2 separate regions of the Danio rerio genome follow, and region 2 is linked to region 1. A link is a contact called in public Micro-C data. All regions are on one chromosome and are shown on one strand. Each heading gives the region's core, a stretch centred on a gene start, on an enhancer-like site or on the middle of the called end of the contact. The rest is flanking DNA. Distances are from core to core; before and after follow the strand shown. Region 1 overlaps cacnb1 (calcium channel, voltage-dependent, beta 1 subunit). Region 2 holds the start of cacnb1 (calcium channel, voltage-dependent, beta 1 subunit).

Region 1 (5,913 bases), core at 1,537-4,036:
GTCACTCTACAGCTTATTTTTCTTTTTTTGAAACCATTTTTAAGAGTATCCTTAGCTGTGTTTTGGATAATTGTCTTACTGTAAGGTCCACTTTGGTTTCATCTTTATCATCCTGATAATGTAGATGTTGGACTGCGGCAGCTTATATTCATTTACACTGAGGAAAGGCAGAGGATTGCTGAAGAACTACTGAGAGATTTCAGCTGCTGTCTGGGTTTTCACTGCCTTTCTACACCTTTCTACACTTTCCTGTGTCATTTCATGTTGTTACACATAACTTAATTTGTAAGCTAAATAGATTTGTTTTCTTTTATTATATGGATCTCTTTGGTTTTTAGCAACATCAGGTGTAAATTTCAAGTCAACAGAACTTTCAAAATATGTTTTCTCAGAAAAAATTTCTTCACTGTAATTCAAAAATACATTAAAAACAGTTTTTTTGTGAGAAAAAAATTAGTGTACAATTTGAATCTATATTTTAACATTTATTTCTTAGTCAATGCTGATTTTTTCAGTGTCACGCAATCTATCAGAAATTCTAACGTTTTTATTTGATGTTTCTGATTATTATAAATGCTGAACACAGTTGTACTGTTCCTATATCAACATTAAAATGTTCAATTCTAATTGATTTTAAAAATACTTGGTTTAAAATATATCAGATTAATCAAAAACCATTAAATGTATTAAGTGTTATGGTCTCCACAAAAATATGAAGCAGATCAACAGTTTTTAGCAACACCAATCATAATAATTTAAATGAAAATTGGTTTTACATTTTTGATAATTGATTTACGTCTGAGAATGCAAGAATTACAGTTTTGTGTAAAGAATTGTCCAAAATTTAAAGAGCCCCTATTATGAGTTTTTTTTTAAGTTACCATACATGCAGTGTGTAACAGCTCTAAGTGAATGAAAACATTCAGCTGAGGTTTAAATCTAAAAGGGCATGGTGTTTAAAACTATCAATTCTATTGAGTCGATTTAGAGTCAAATGAATGATTTGTCTCTTGCTCGGATTTTCTGCCTGCCTGGCATGGTCAATTTTCAAAATAACTCAGCTTTTGCCCTGAACGCTGAATCCAGTTGACCAATCACAGCAGACTTGGTTATCGGACCAATCACAGCAGATTAGCATCATGCAAGGGAGGAGTTTAGGAACAAATAAATCGCTGAACAAATCATGTGGGAGTTGTTGAGATAATTAGGTAAAAATAACGCATGCTATAAGACAAAAGTGTTTTTTGACCTTGCATGCCTATCAGCCTGTTGTTGGAGACCCTCAAAACCAAAATATGACCTTTTATATTATTATATTATTATTATATTGTTAATTATATTACATAATAGGGAATTACTATTAAAACTATAAAAAGTGCTTTAAATTACTATAAAAGGTGTATAGTCAATGAAAAACTCTCAAATCTAGTTATGTGCATGTTTAAATCAGTTTTGTTGTGATTTGTAATAAAATACACAATTCGGTGGCGTCATCGGTATAAAACAATGCATGACACATCCTGATCTGCCAAATCTAAATATGTGTGAACATGAATAAGATCTGCGAACTGCACCAGAGAAGACATTTATCAGTGAATAACAATGACAACATTAACATACACCCTCATAATGCAATTATAATGTGACTTTGGCCGAATTGTAATCTCCAATTCTTTGTAGACCAATCAGCTTTCAAGTCAAGCTCCACCTTTTTAATACCGTGCTTGTCATGCCAGGTACCCTTACCAAATGGTCCCAAAAAAGTGGTACGATACAGTATTTTGATACGTCTGATAGTGGAAATGGAAATAAACGTGTACCATATTGTTCTGCATCAACCCATATTCCTCAGGTGGAACTGTTTATTATTTTTGATATTTCGACTTTTGTGTTGTTCAGATTAAAAGCAAGTTTTAAAAGTCTCCAACGGCATTAGGATGAGTAAATAATGACAGAATGTTCAGGTTTGGGTCAATCTAGAAGACTCAAAGTAATCAAGTCATTTAAATGAATGCTATATTTATACAGGGAGAGTTTTACTAAAACTAAACGAACAGCCAAGCCGCAGTTGATCTAATCCCCTTTGGAAATTCCATCTTTTCTTCATCTGGCCACATCTGATGCTTTGATTCATTCTCCATACGGATAACTGAGCACTCAGTGAAGCACTTTATTAACGCCGACATTTGATTCATTCTCTTCCAGCATCCTAAATGTATTAACAATTTGTCACTAACAAGCTTCTGTTTGTTTGCCTGCTTTGCTTTTCTCTCTCTCTCTCTCTCTCTCTCTCTCTCTTGCTGTGTGCGTAATGATAGGTGGGCCTGCCAAACAGAAACAGAAATCGGTGAGTCATTGCAAAAGCTAACTTTCTGTTTCGTGCAATCTGTCTTTTGTACTTGTTATGAAAGCATCCCTGTCTTATAAGCTGTTCTCTTTGTGTTTCTACATGAGCTGAGCAAATACTGTGAATGTTTCAGTGCTGCTCTAAAGACTTGAATGTGAATTACCGGTGGCATGTAGACAAGGATTTCACCACCTGCATTGTTTACCACAAAATAGTTCTGAAAGCAGAGGAAAACCTGTCAGGATTTGTTCGTCTCAGAGCTCCACAGGACTACATCTCATTCAGATTGGATTAACAAATGAATGAATGCGGCCCATGTGTTCGCCCACATGTGTGGACACACAGAATTCTGTCGTCCTCCTGCAAATAAACGCACACAACATGAGGCAGAAACACCCCGACAGGTTTCCACGCTTTCCGTTTCCATTACAGGCTCATGACACAGAGCGGAGCCCACGCGTGTTACTGCTGTCACAATGCTACCGTCACACACGCACAGATGGGAATCACTCCATTCAGAATGATGACATTATTTTCAAGTTATGTTTAGATGTTCTTGTTGTTTACTATAGCTGGCCATCTGAAATTTTTGAGCATGTATTATATAAGTGGGTCAGAGGATGAATGGAGATAAGTTGAGTGAAGGATTTTCTCATACACACTTTCTGAACATTAACAGGACATAAAGAGCTCTGAGATTCACGTTATGGCCTGTCAGAAGATTAATATGAATATAAGCATCCTAAAAATATTTTAAATATATAAAGCAGCTAAAATATTATTATTAAGCCCTTAAGTGAAAATGCGGTATCTAGACATTAATATTTGTACTTTTAAACACTTAGAAGAAGACAATTGGCAGATTATTGCTAAAACATTTCAGAAAATTGCATAAACTTTAGGGGTCGCCACAGCCGAATGAACCGCCAACTATTCTAGCATATGTTATTATGCAGCAGATGTCTTTACAGCCGCAAAAAAAAAACTACACACACACACACACTCTCATACACTACGGCCAATTTAATTTATTCAATTCACCTATAGTGCATGTCTTTGGACTGTGGGGGAAACCTGTGCACTCAGAAATGCCAACTGGCTCAGCTGGGACTCGAACCAGTGAGCTTCTTGACAGTGACAGTGCTAACCATTTGTTTAATCATTACTTAGCAATTTTTAAATTGATATTACAAAAATTGAGGTTCTGATGATATTTTATTTAGGTATTATACTATTAATAGCCACCGGGTGGCAACCAAATCCATATAGGTTGTTTTCACATGACATCATTAATGCAGGAGGCTCAGATGGAAGGCAGGAAGTGATTTTTCTACGTAGGAATCGCTATCCGAACACCACAATGTTTCTGTTTATGCTATTTAAAGTTGGTTAATTGGCCAAAATAGGAAATGCCAGACAGCTTTTATAGCCTTCCAAAAGTTTTTGCTCATAAACGGAAGAAAGTTAAAGAAAAACAGAAGAAAAGGTGGCATGTAATAAAAATCTTTGCAACACATCCATGTGTACAAACTTTTTTTGATTGCTATAATTTGTTTGACGGCGCCAATTAAGATGATATACAGGTCTAGATATGTGTATAAATATGTTAATGTGTTATAAAAATCAGATACAAACACCAACACACTTACACAAAATCCAGGAGAATATAAACAGCGTATTCTGCCATGTAATCGCTACAATGAAATCTCTGTTTTGTTTTGCAATAATCCAAGTTTTTACTGGCGTTTTGGTGGAATAAACAACCATAACATGAACATCGAGATGCACATCATGTTTGTTGATGGTAAGTTCATCAACAGAACAAAAAAAGAAATGCAACCCTTGCGACAAAACTTGACGGTTATTATTGTGGAGCACTTTCCCCCTTACAAAAATAAATAAATAATAATGCAGACTATGCGCCCACACTTTTGTCTGCTTTCATCTGTTATTTTGTGATGTCTGGAAAATATGCGCATGGGAGGAAAACTATAGTAATTTATAATAAACATGTTTTTGAATCACATCGTAAAGTGTATAATGTGTACAACTCTTTGTTAATAGTAAACTGATAAACTGTAATAAATACTGTGACGTCAGTGTAAATATATTGGTGCATTGTGATGGTGTATAATAATAGCGTAGAGAACTGAAGCCTATTGAACAATTTGTTTATTACTATAGTTGTGTCGTACCACAGCAACAATATTGTAACTACGACAGTTTAATTCAAGTAATTATCTATAGTATGCTTCCAAACACTATAGTATTTACTATAGTATTTTTCATGTAGCATAATAGCTTATATAGTACTGTATGATATATATATATATATATATAGGGGCATGATATCAGGATCATGCCCAACATATGTGCTTATTTTCTATTTATATCTCCTGTGAAATATGATATAAATCACTCAAATTTGGACTTTCCTCTGTGTCTCCCATTCAGTTTTTTTTACTTCCCTTTCTCCATCTGAATTTCGTGCGACACCAGAACCACATGATTGAAAACAACCAATTATGTCTACGTTATGTGCCATGTGTCTAATCATTACTTTCTAATTTTGAAATTGAGATTACAAAAATTGAGATTTTATTGAGGTATTTTACCAATAATAGCCACTAGGTGGCAACCAAATCCATATTGCATCCAAGTCTTGCGTCTATTGAAATTATTCGCCAAATTTAAAGTACAAAAATGATAGTTTCTTTAAATGTGATTTGGGTGTGATACCAGAAATTCACATTGGGTAACACATTTCTTTTTTATAGCATCCTACGGTCACACATCAACCCATTTCTGTGACAGTTTCACTTTCTATCACCAAATATATAACCTTAAGAACGTCAGACCTTTCCAAAAATATAGGTTTGGCCAACATTAGAAACTAAAGGTGTTGTTGTCAATAGGGTATACACTTAGATAGTGTTTCTTCCCATACCCTAACCTTAACTTCTGGTGAACGGTTAATGTGACTATTTTCAGTTTTAAACGATTACTTTTACTGCATCGATGTTGTAACGTAAGTAAAGTATAATCAGATAAATAGACTTCAGCATTCATTTATTTGTTCAAGCGTAAAACGAGATGAAAAGCCGTTTACATGCACATGTCTGTCAGGGTTAGCAGGCTAGCACAAAAACTCCATTTATATAATATATCAATCAGACAATCAAGATCAGTGTTTTTATATATATATATATATATATATATATATATATATATATATATATATATATATATATATATATATATATATATATATATAACAGATATTAAATATATAGCCTAGTGGTAAAGTGTGCCGATATATAGCATTGAGGGGCTCAAAGCGACCCAAGTTTGATTCCCGGCTTAAGGTCCTTTACCGAGCCTTCCCCTCTCTCTCAGCTCCCTATGTAATCCTGTCTCTTTTCTACTGTCCTATATAAAACTGTGAAAAATTAAATAAAGTATATTTAAAGTTTATTTAAATAAAGTTTCCCCCACAGTCCAAAGACATGTGATACAGGTGAATTGGGTAGGCTAAATTGTCCATAGTGTAGGAGTGTGAATGAGTG
Region 2 (6,285 bases), core at 2,297-4,796, 51 kb before region 1:
TGTAAAAGCGCTGTAGAAATAATGAACTGAATTGAAATTGCATACGGGAGTTTGCATTGGCAATTTCGTTGGTTTCGTTTGGGTCCAGCCACACTTTCTTCTTGCCACAGCGCAAGACGCTGGAGGCCAGCCTCTTCTGAAGTCTGAGCATACTGTAACAAAAAAAAAGAAAAAAAAAAAAAGACAATTTTAGATCAATATATTTTCTGTACAACACACACAGCGGGTGCCGTTTCTATAAAGGCTACATCAAGACCAGGTCAGGCAAAATTACATTATAGTACAAAAACAGCACTCTTCAAATTTAGATTGAATTATTAGCAACACTCCCATACTTAAAATCCAACTGTAAATTTCTGATTTTCATTTCCTGTGCAGTTGATTAAAAAGTAAATTAACAAGATTAAACATTTGCCAATAGATCCACATCCAACTAGAACTTTATACCCCACTGACATGTTAAGCTTAATTTATTAGCTTTAATTCTCAGAACACTAAACACTATCATTATCTGAAGTGTTTCTTGATTTAATATAAACAAATGATTTAATGTACAGCTTTATAAGCCAAGTTAACCTATTTGTATATTTATTTAATTACTTTAAAACTATATTTTTTGCGCTAGATGAGGCGTCGCTACATTCTCTATAAACCTGATAACGTGTTTCATAAATTGTGCGCACGCGCAGAATAACTCATCTACAATATAAAATAGGCCTGCCATTTTGCTCAAACCAAGCAAAATATACAAAAATGACCCTATATAGTTGCTAATTACTAGCTTGACTTGCTTTAAAAATACGCAAAACGTCGAAATGAATCTATTCTGGTTAAGGGGCATGTCTAGACATGTTGAGCACGTTTTGTTGGCCGGGCTGTTTAGGCCGAACACTCCACGCAACCTTTGTTTGTCGTATTAGATAATCAGAAATAAAACATTAGTACGATACAATGGTAAACTTCGAACGGATTACCATAACATTTTTTTATTCAACACATCGTAATACAGTTTTATCGTTGAAACGACACGTTTGCTTTTGCCACAACATGGCGACGATACTCATGCAGCAGCGCTACATTACAAACGCTCTTCAAGCGTTGAATCGCCTTTGTTTTTAACAGCGCAAGGAGTGTCGACTACATAAATACTTAGATATTATGTTTAAAACGACTCCTCGAGTTAAATTAATAAGATAAATAGATTTTAACTCGCGTAAAGGAACGCACCTCATGGCTGGTGGTCAGCGGAAAGCAGCAGCCGCTGTCAATGAGGAAGATTTCAGGACTGTGCCGCCGTATTCATAAGGGGTGGGGGGACTATCACACAGACAATATGAATATAATAACGACTTTATATGTAATACTTGCACGTGTTTATTATATGTTTAGCACTTTAAAGAGTTCTGTTATATTGTTTATTACATACGAGCATTAATATTAATATTTAAAGATAAGCTATATCTGTTTCGACAAAAAAATAATGGTACGTTCCACTAGTCATACTGCTGGGAAATGTAGGCGGCGGTTTTTGTAGGCAAGCTGTGGATTGCTGTAAACGGCCACACGGCGGCAATGCTTTACCTGTTGAAAGATGAGAACTTGCGAATTAGGCATTACTATGAAAGTGAAATAATAGACAAACTAGTAATGAATTCAAAATATAGTTTTGGTGCTTTAGTACGAGCCTGTTTAATATATAGGTTTTCTTTTACTGTAAAGCACTTTGTGACTTCTTGTCTGGGAAAAGTCTTTTGTAAATATTTGTTTACTTATTTTACTTTACTATAATAGTACTGGTGTCCACGGACCCATAAGGAGCCACAAGAGAGAGATAGATGGTCTGAAATGCTAGGAGACATTAAAAATGTATAGAAAAATAATGAAAATAAAATAAGGTATGATTTAAGTATAACAATAATAATGAACGAATCATTTTAAATTCATCAACAAATAAATTGATAAAAATACATCAAATAAAATATGAATTTGATTACATGCAACAATTTATCAGCTAAAATGATTAAGCAAATGTGTAAATTAATAAAATAAAATACACCAAAATGTATTCTAAATATGAAATGATTACATAACACAACAATAATGTAACAATAATAAAAAAATACACCACTTTAAATTAATCAACAAATAAATTAATAAAAATAATTTTAATGAAATATTAATTCGTTTAAAATTAATACAATTGCTCAAATTAATTAACAGCTAAATTATTAATTAAGTAAATAAATGAATAAACACAGCACTGTAACACAGAGAGGGAAATATACAAAAAATTAATAGAAAGTAAATACATGTAAATGCTCTCATTAAATACCTTAAAAATTAATTAAAATTAAAAATCATCTAAATATGATATAATTACATAACACAACAACAATAATGTTAAAGAAAAAAAAATTAAATAAATACACCTTAAACTGGTGTCTATGGACGCCCAAGGGGCCACAAGGGAGAGATAGGTGGTCTGAAATTTCTGAGAGACATTAAACGTTAAGAGAACAGTAATGAAAATAAAATAAGGCTTGATTTAAGTGTAATAATAATAATGAATCAATCATTTTTAAATTCATAATTTAAATAAAATAAAAATATGTCAAATAAAATATTAATTTGATTAAATGTAATAATTTAACAGCTAAGATTATTAATTAACTAAGCGTTTAAATGAACAAACACAGTAAGCATTGAAACAAACAGAGGGGAAATATAATAATGTAACTTAATAGATGTAAATACATGTAAATGCTCTCCTTAAATTCATACAAATGTATTCTAAATACGGTGTTTATATAAAAACCCAACAACAATAATTTAATAGTAACAGTAAAATAAAAAATACACTGGTCTAACGTCAGCATTAGTGATTATTTGATTATTGTTTCAATTATTATTGGTAATTTGATTATTTCCAGGCTCGTCTTCGATTTTTTTTTCTGAAGGTTGAATAAAAGGACATAGTTGGAAACTAATATGGCACATTATGTGAGACATTTAAGAGAACAGGACTGCTTTTTCAGTTACTTATCGTGTAAAACCTATTTCTGATTTCTTATATGTCATATTTTTCTACATTAACAAAATAATGCAGTAAATATATGAAGAGATCATTTGCAAAAACAAATAACTACACAATTAGTTAATTTTCATAAATCGTGTTTTGTTTATCGTGTATTGAAGTAATTTATGTACATTATTTAAAAAAAAAAACGCTGAATAATCTGTTTTGTAGATGAACTCTTCATATGAAAATAAGAACTCTTCCTACGAAACGGCACAAAGGCATATTGTTGTTTTCTGTAATAAAGCAGAATCAAAGGGTGTGGTCATTTCGCTTTTATATGGAATGGGGAGTAGAGCTGCCACCGTCCATCTCATAGTAATATTGATCGATCAACCAATCAGTCCGAGAAACACAACAAAACTCCCGCCCCATTAGCAACTCATTGGTTGATGAGATGTGGAGGGCGGGGCTTGATCCCTCCGCTGAACAGCTGGAGACTGAGCTCGTTGTATTTGCTAAGGGAGAGGGTTTCAGCAGGGCTGGGGGCGCAACAGCGCGGTGACAAGCCATCTGCGAGGAGGAAAAGCACCTTCATCTGTTTAATTTTACGTTGAATTATTTCACAATGCATAACGAACTCAAATCAGGCTCCAAATGAAACAGTAAAACCGAAGTTAAAGTTTAAATCAATGGTACAGGAGGGTAATATGTCCAGGACGCCTTCCACCTCAACCCAGGAAATCCAAATGGACATGTTCGACCACCACGGCTCTCACGCTCAGGTAAGAGAGAGAGAGGCACTTTTACAGCTTATACCGAAAGTGCATGCAACCAGTGGAAGACGAAATTTAACCCGCTTGGTCGCTGTTTTAGAAAGGCTCAGTGAAAAATCAGAGGTTTTGTTTGTGGGGAAGATTAGTCGTTATCAACCGTTGCTCGTATTGTGGTTACTTGGCAACAAGACGGCATCTTCACGCGTTTGCCACAACAGTGTTGTAAACAAGTATTCTGCAAGGAAAGCGACATAAAGTTGTGTGTGAATGACGGACAGTTGTTTTAAATGTTTCAAAACTGCATTATCTTTGGTATTAAATGGGATTTACATGATTCCATCACCGTGTCCATGTTCGCTCTCTCTCTCTCCTGACAGCTGGCCTACTACAGTGTTGCAATTTTATGACAGTCTATTCTGTTTATAAGTTATGAACCATCGCTGTTGATTAACCTATTAGTGTTCAGTTAAAAGTAAGTCTGATAGTACATCCGGGATCTCAACATTTGAATTATAAGTTAATAAAAAGTGTCTGACACTCTGAGTAATGAAAAGATGATGTCAGCATACGCTGTAAAATGTGATGTCATCTCAATGCTTCTATATTTGGGGGACTTACCCCAAAACCACGCCCACATGTACACATCCATCCATCCATCAGATAAAAGGGGTTTTAAGCAGCAAAACAAAAACTGTTACTAGGATTTACTCATTTGCAGCAAAAAAAAAGTTAATTAAAATAATAAAACAATGCAGATCAAAATACTTGTGTTTAGGCATGGGCCGGTATAATTTTGTGATGGTATGATAACCTTGAATAAAAATTTCTTGGTAGCAAGTTATTGTAATTACAGCTCTAAAGAAATTGTGATTACAGCACTAAAAATGTCTTAGTTAAAAATAAATAAATAAATAAAAATTAAAAAAAATTCCCCATTGAACACAACATACAGTATTAAATTTCACATTTTTCAAATTACAATTCACTTTTATAATATTTCGGAACAGTAAACAGGCTAAATATTCATTCATTCATTTTCGTTTCGGCTTAGTCCCTTTATTAATCTGGGGTCGCCACAGCGGAATGAACCGCCAACTTATCCAGCATATGTTTTAAACAGCGGATACCCTTCCAGCTGCAGCCCATCCCTGGGAAAACAGGCTAAATAATTCAGATAAATTATTGACTTTTGCTGTTTTCATTAGTTAAAAAAACACAGATTTCTTCAGAACATATAAAAATACATTAGAAACCTTTACATATACCCTAGAAACTGTATAACAGAAGATTTTTGCAGTTTTAAAACCTTGACTTTTTCAAACCGCGGTAAATCTTGAAATCTTATCACTCCATGCCTACGTGTATAAATATCTTCTGCCGAATGACAATGGGATGTTATTTAATTGATATTAAAATGTATTCAAAGTTAAAAGCAGGCCCTTTATTTACTTGCATATAAAATCCCAGTTCATCTGATAAAAGAATCTCTTGTAGGGCTGGAATAAATGGAAAGTGAGTAAATTGTCTATATATATATATATATTATATATACAGTATTTTGATGTACTAGCCCTTTAAAGGAACTCTACAGATTTTAAAATTATCAGAACTCTTTTATGATTTGTTTTAGTAGGAAGCTAATGTTGTAATCCATTTCAATGATTTATTCTAAGGTGAGCTAAGCTAAAAGTGCTCCCACAGACCTGGGGATCAGGTGAGTGGATTAAAAAAATAGTAAAACTTGATAAAATGGCTATATCCCCCCCCCCCCCCCCCCCCCACACACACACACACACACACACTTTTGCAACTCACTATATTTTTCTTTCCTTTGTTTATTTTTGATTGACTTTAAATAGCAGACCATTTCAACATTTGAACAACAACAGCTCAGACAATACAAACTCAAGATTGTACACTTCAAACAGCTTCTCAATAGCAATTTACTCTTCACTTTTGCTATCTATATTTTAAGTTGGTCACTTTTTTATTTATGATTTGACAAGAAAGTTTGGTCACACTATTTTAAAGTACAGTTCTCGATATTAACAAACTTTCAACCAAGACTAGCGTATTAAACTCCTAATTTGCTCTTTATTAATAGGCAATAGTTGGGTTTATGTATTGGATAGGATTAGGCATATACAGTGTGCAAATTATACATTGACGATTGGGGGGGCAACTTTTTCAGTAATGTTAGTTGGTGTAATACATGCTTCAGTGAATCAAATTTATGTATTTATTTAAATTACATCTAATTTATATTTTTTTGTGGGATGTTTGGTGTATTTTGACCCCAGTAGCTATTTTCGGCTTACTCTAGGTCAAACTATACAAACTATGCATCTAATTTGACTTTAATTTTAGGCATTATGTAGAAACAAACACGTATATTATGAGAAATCAGTCTTGTGAACTTTTACGGTGTCTATCGGAGCTTTAAATGTGCCAGTTTCAGACCGTTGAGTGACTTTTTTTCTCGCATAGACTGAT

Evidence for each region. Hi-C and Micro-C count contacts between places; a contact is called where the count stands out from the background.
Region 2: a contact with region 1 is called in a Micro-C map of caudal fin, with 6 times the contacts expected there. The contact joins the promoter of cacnb1 here to the enhancer-like site in region 1. A contact is called at or near these places in 2 of 18 Hi-C or Micro-C datasets (caudal fin and an unstated tissue) and 1 of 4 datasets of contacts at active chromatin or transcription factors (caudal fin).

The regions. Positions count from the first base shown.
Region 1 is chr3:14,846,049-14,851,961 of GRCz12tu, reverse strand. It overlaps cacnb1 (calcium channel, voltage-dependent, beta 1 subunit), which reads left to right. Exons shown (of 13, transcript NM_001002652.1): 7 at 2,319-2,347. Among named protein-coding and RNA genes, the nearest start is that of arl5c, 34 kb to the right of the region's middle. Within about 2 kb of position 2,786, at least 5 of the 62 cell types and tissues checked have an H3K27ac peak or open chromatin away from gene starts, as enhancers often do. A contact at or near this core is called in caudal fin, where this site is marked.
Region 2 is chr3:14,897,676-14,903,960 of GRCz12tu, reverse strand. cacnb1 (calcium channel, voltage-dependent, beta 1 subunit) reads left to right here and starts at 3,546. Exons shown (of 13, transcript NM_001002652.1): 1 at 3,546-3,801. The coding sequence starts at 3,709. rpl19 (ribosomal protein L19) reads right to left here and starts at 1,256. Exons shown (of 6, transcript NM_213208.1): 1 at 1,228-1,256; 2 at 46-152. The coding sequence starts at 1,232.